2 separate regions of the Mus musculus genome follow, and region 2 is linked to region 1. Evidence: chromatin contacts called from public Hi-C data. All regions are on one chromosome and are shown on one strand. The core of a region is the stretch at or near the end of the contact, and the rest is flanking DNA. Distances in the headings are between cores, read along the strand shown. Region 1 overlaps Gm36134 (a long non-coding RNA gene). Region 2 overlaps Gm36574 (a long non-coding RNA gene).

Region 1 (2,700 bases), core at 56-2,555:
GAATGATCTTTGAATCTGATTCCTTCCCTCTGTCTCGTTCACTTGCCCCCAGACTCACACCACATTCATCCTTGCTCTGCCCCTGGCCTCTACTCAACAGCCTCCAGCCTGTCTCTGGGTGCAGTCTCCGGTGCAAACAGCGTGCAATGGAGGTCAGACCACATTGCCTCTGTTCTTAGCTTCTTGTCATACTGTGAATGAAGCAGTGGGGCCATGTGGTGCTGGGCAGCCCCCCACCATGGTGCTCTCCCCTGCAGAGGTGCTTCGCCTCCCCACTTCCTCCCTCCTCAGCACAGTTATCTTTTACCTGGGAACCTGACTCCAAGAGTCTCCAGCTCTTCAGTGAGTTTGAAGTTGAGATGCTGCGGTCTCAGCATCTTTCCTAACTTCAGCCTCTGTCCAGATGTTCTAACTCCTGGTCTCTCTATTGTCCCAGTGTCACCAGATCCTGTCATCTTTGCTTAGAGTCTGCCCCTCCCATTAGAATATCAGCTCAAGGAGGGTAGGAAACAGGTCAGTCTTGCTCACTGTGTCTCTAGCACCTAACATAATACTTGTGAAAAAAGGGCTTAGGTAACAAAATAATAATAAATAATATTAATTTTTTTTGAGACAAGATTTCATGTAACCCAGGCTAATTCATTACATAGTCAGGGATGACCCGAGCTCCTGATCTTCCTGCCTCTATCTCAGCAATTCGGAATTACGATCATACACCACCATGTCTGGCATATGTGATACCAAGCTCTGCACATGCTAGGTATGCATTATATTAACTGAGCCTCATCACCAGCCTGGGGAATTTTTATTACACAAGTGAGTGGACAGTCGAATCCAACGGCAAAGACAGCATTATAGCCCCATTCTGCAGAACAGAAAGTGAGGGCTGGCAGATGGCAGGAAGGAGCGGAAGCCAGGACAGAGGCTGGCTATCCACAATAGCCATATCTGTGTAATACTTCAGTCACAAAATAAGCCCGTGCTATTTTATTTCTTCTTTCCTACCCAGCCCATTCCTCCAAGTTACAAAGGGTGGGGGAATGGAAGCTGGAGAGGACCCACAACAGGCCATGGGTGGGGTCTCTAGGGCCTTGCAGGTTTCAGAGGACCCTAAACACATCCTGCCTGGCAGGCTTCCATGTGAGCTTTCCCCTGTCTGGTCTGGATCCCTTTGCCCACGGGGCACCACCTCCCTCCACCCCTGTGCAGGCTGCCTGCCAGTGTCTGTCACATCAAGTTCAAGTGATGCATGTGGCAGCGGCTCCTGGACTGCCTGTCGGCACGTCAGCCCCGTCCTGGTTACCATAGCAACAGGATGCAAGGCACCAGGGCATCAGTGGGCTGTGGCTCTCAGAGGGGCAATGCCATGGGTGAGGGAGGGGCTCCTTTCTTGTTCCTGTGGGAAGCTTGGCAGGGGCTGCTGCCGCTGGGGGCTGAGTGGCCCCTCCCTGTCCCTGCCTTGGCATTTCCTTCCTGCCATCTGTGCTGGGAGCTGGGGGAGGGGCGGAGCGCCATCCCTGGTGGGAGGGGTTTGGGAGCAGATGGGTGGAAGAACAGCCCTCCCGCTTGCTCGGCTGTGCCCCACTATTGGTTCCAAGGACCCTTTCAGAGCTCTGGGCACATCACAGCCATCCTCTATTTGGCAAAAATGACAAGTTCAGGACCCTGTCCAGCCAGAGACTTGGTTGCTGGGCTTGAGTCAAGCCCAGGAGGAAGAGATTTTTTTCAAGAGAAGGGTCCTGAGGAGACTAGCCCGCTTTATGCTGACGCCTGGCTGGGACTCTTCAGTGAATCTTCCCAGCCTGCATGGGTTGTGTTAGCATACCTATTTCACACTGAGAGAAACTAGCTTCAGAAATGGCAGCCAAAAGAAGAGCATCAGAATTCGAACACAGGCCCATCTAGTCAGTCTTGTTCTTGCTGTTGCCTCCGAGGGTGAGGGTTTTCTTGGCTACCGCCCCTGCAGCAGGCTGTTCAGAGAGACCAGGGCTGGGGGCTGAACTGTGACAAGTGTGTGATCTGTGGAGAGACCAGTCAGGAGACCTTTGGTGCTATGCCTGCCTCAGGCTTCAGTGTCTTGTACAGAGACTTTGAGGTGGTTACAATGCAGTGCTATCCTTAATACACACGAGGTCTTCATGTCTCGTCCAATGGAAGGGAGTCTGGGCAAGGTGTCAGGACTGGTGGCCGAGAAGTTCTGAGTTGATGTGGGCTACTGATACACCTGGCTGAGTATCCAAACCGGACATCACTCCTTTGGAATTACCTCTTGTGCTGAGAACTCTCACATTCCAAACAGATGGACAGCTCTTTGGGCCTCGTGAGATAGCAGCCCCAAGTTGGTTCTGGGACCTTTGTTACCTTCCTCTGTGCCATATTAGAAGAGTAGTGAAGGTGGAGCAGGGAGGCTGGTGGCAGAGAGGAGCCCTGTGACAGATGCTCTTTGTGTGGGGACAGTGCAGCGTTAACTCCCTTAATCTAGGTGTAGGATGACTTCAGGGAAAATGCTTGGAAGAGCTGAGCATGTCCCCTCCAGTCACACCTTACTTTGAAATCAGTCTGGAAGGGTGTTGACTCAATGCTGGCTGTGGTGGCCTTACAAGCCCTGGCTTCTCTGTGATCAGAGTAGCCTACGCAGATGCAGGCACACAGCACAGAGGGGTACCTGATACACAAAGGGAAGCTCTCTGAGCCTGAGTG
Region 2 (2,700 bases), core at 198-2,697, 130 kb before region 1:
CTTAGCCTGCCATAGAGTTGGTGCCTAATAAGCTTTCACGCATGTTAGGAAAGGCTCTGTCTGTCCCCTGAGATGGCCCTCTGAAAGCCGACTGGGTGGCCACTTAAGTGCTGTGCTTATGCGAAGAACAATACTTCAGCAGAGTGCTTTGGCGTAAGTGCTTCCAGGTCCCCCACTCCACAGAAGCTGCAGCGTGGGAAGGAGATGGCTCTGCAGCGGCTGAGCCTACAGACTGGGCTCTTAGCAATACCCGGACCAGCTGTGGGCCCCCCTCCAGCCCTTGAGCCTGCGGGCGATGCTTCCACTTCATTATCTACAGGGGTGAGGGGCACTGCCATGCCTTCCCTTGTCTCCTAGTGCCCAAGGGACCAGTGAATGCTCAAAGGCAGGGGTTTCTCAAATGAAGCATTTGCATGTTAACTGTTTTCTGAGTTTCCAAGGGCAGTCTGTGGGGTAGGTCAGCGTTCTGTTTTTACTTTCTTTTTAGAATGACTACTTGAATAGTCATCCACACACTTAATGAGAGTTACTCTGTGCTCAGAACTCAGCAACGGGCAGACTGAATGCAGGCAGGACGGAGACAAAAGTACATTCAGAACAATGCTAAGGCTGAGAAAGCCGGGCAGGTGCTGAGCTTCAGGTAGGGAAGACCTCTCTCCAGAAGGTGACATTTAATTAAAACCCTGAAGGCAATCGGAGGGAGGGTTGCACAGAAGGTACTGCAGGCAGAGGCCAAAGCAAAAACTACCCCTAGGGTCCAGAAGAGTGGTGAGGTGGCCGGTAGCAGTTGGGGGTATAGATGAGGGACAGTGGGTGGGAAGGGAGGATGGGGGTGGGAAAGATAAAGGTCAGGGAGGGGAGAGGAGGGAAGGGGAGGGAGGGAGGCAAGAACTTTGGCTCTTGTCCTAGACTGGTGGGGGAGGGGCAGATGGCCCCAGTGGTTGCTTGAAAGTGAGTCACATGCTTGCTTTCAAATTTTATTCAGAACACAGAAGGAAGTTGATCCCACTTTGCTACTTTTCTGGAACTTTCTCCTGGTCAGCAACTGGAGTCACACAGCCAAGTCCTTGATGAAGCCAGGCCCTGGTTTGTCCCCTGCGGTTTCCATCAGGCCTTTCCCACCCACAGCTTACTCCAGTCCACTCCAAATCTTCATGGAAACAAGCAGAGAACATTTCCCAGTGATTTAAAAGGACTTCTGTGCCACCAAAGAGTATCGTTTACTCTTACTTTAATGGGTGAATGTCCCTCTACCCAGATGTCCTTGGAACACGGAGACAAAAAGAAGAGCTTGCTAGATCAGAAGGCCTGAGATCTGGTCTGGATTATGTCGTGTTGTTGCTGTCTGATTTTCCACTTTCCCCGTTTTGAATTTTCTTAACTGCCCAGAAGTCAGATGGAGCCAACCCTGCCTGCTACTTCCTTCCTTGTACCTTCATGCTACAGTGGAAGCCAAGGGCCCCTAGGTGGCGCACCTTCCTAGGCTCAGTCTCCCATGAGCAACTGCTAAAGGAGGCTAGAAGATTTGGGGGAAATGGAGGGGCAAAGATGATCCAGAGAGTGGATCTAATGGGAGACTGAGGCAAAAACCCTAAGCTAGAGACCCTTTCTGCACCTGCCCTGGGCCCTGAGGGAGTTGGTGGCACAGAGCACCTCTGTCACTATGGCTATCAGGTTCTGCTGTGGGCTATAGCCCTTACAGGCAAGGTGAATGTCTTGGGATAGATATGAGACAGTACTTATTCTCGCTCATAGATGAAGATGCTGAAGACAGATGTGCTTGCCTGGTCACCTGGGGAGCCAAAGACACAGTGGCTGTCTAGCTGGCCTCTGCTGAGGAAGGGCTCCATAGCAGGGAGGGCCTTGAGCTCAAAGTGTGGGGTAGCATCCCTTGATTTGTCCATTTCTCTTAGCTGGCAGCCTTCCCTCCACCCTACATCTCTTCTTAGGCTTACTCTCTTTCCTTCACAGCTGTAGCTATTCTCAGGAAATCCTAGGAGAGGAGTTGTTAGCTCCTCTTAGGCAGAGCTGTGTCTCAGGGCAGTTTTAGGACACGGGGTGAGGGTCAGGAGACTTTGGGTGGTGCTTGCTCCCTCTGGCTTTCTTCTCCTTATAGATAAGGGAGAGTGCGGAAGGAGGGAGTTGGGCTAGATACTGCCAAGGTCACTGTCTAGTTTGAACCTTCTGAGTTGTCCTTGAAACTCCCCTATGTCCATCAGCAAGCAGCAGAAGGCAGGCAGGGCTCTGCTTCACTCACTTAAGAGGGATGGGGGTGTGGAATAGGTGCTGTGTCATCCTGTTTATGACATCTGGCTTGGCACAGATGACAGGCTGCCGCAGAAGCCAGAGTCCTCCTCTCTGAACTTCCACAATGACCACCTATTTAGGGAGATGCAAACCTACCTCTGCAGAGGAAGCCATGTAAGGCTTGCATGGGCCAACAGGAAAGAAGCCCTCCCCTCTGTGTCCCTGCAGGTGTCCCTCTTTGGTTCCATTGCTAACCCTCTGACCCTCTGACCTTGGGATTCTTCCAAAATCAAACCCTAAGGAAGGAAACAGTTGCCACTGAAGAAATTCAGAGAACAGTGCTAGAGGAAAAAGATGTGAGGGGAAAGGAAAGAGTAGCCGCTTCTCTTCAGTCAGCCATGTGCTAGCTACTCTACTGTCCTCTCTGTAGAGTAACTCATAGCTTGCTGTCAA

The links. Hi-C and Micro-C count contacts between places; a contact is called where the count stands out from the background.
Region 2: a contact with region 1 is called in a Hi-C map of cerebral cortex, with 2.5 times the contacts expected there. The contact joins two enhancer-like sites. A contact is called at or near these places in 6 of 15 datasets of contacts at CTCF or cohesin (the NIH/3T3 cell line, embryonic stem cells, large pre-B cells and 2 more), 40 of 484 Hi-C or Micro-C datasets (B cells, the BV-2 cell line, CD4 T cells and 27 more), 13 of 115 datasets of contacts at active chromatin or transcription factors (the 230-238 cell line, the NIH/3T3 cell line, SST interneurons and 10 more) and 1 of 9 other capture datasets (embryonic stem cells).

What each region holds. Positions count from the first base shown.
Region 1 is chr4:120,241,701-120,244,400 of GRCm38.p6, reverse strand. The region is part of intron 1 of Gm36134 (a long non-coding RNA gene); the gene reads left to right. Among named protein-coding and RNA genes, the nearest start is that of Gm36134, 19 kb to the left of the region's middle. Within about 2 kb of position 1,305, at least 67 of the 459 cell types and tissues checked have an H3K27ac peak or open chromatin away from gene starts, as enhancers often do. A contact at or near this core is called in cerebral cortex, cortical neurons and neural progenitor cells, where this site is marked.
Region 2 is chr4:120,367,623-120,370,322 of GRCm38.p6, reverse strand. All of the region lies in intron 3 of Gm36574 (a long non-coding RNA gene), which reads left to right. Among named protein-coding and RNA genes, the nearest start is that of Gm36574, 28 kb to the left of the region's middle. Within about 2 kb of position 1,447, at least 72 of the 459 cell types and tissues checked have an H3K27ac peak or open chromatin away from gene starts, as enhancers often do. A contact at or near this core is called in cerebral cortex, cortical neurons and neural progenitor cells, where this site is marked.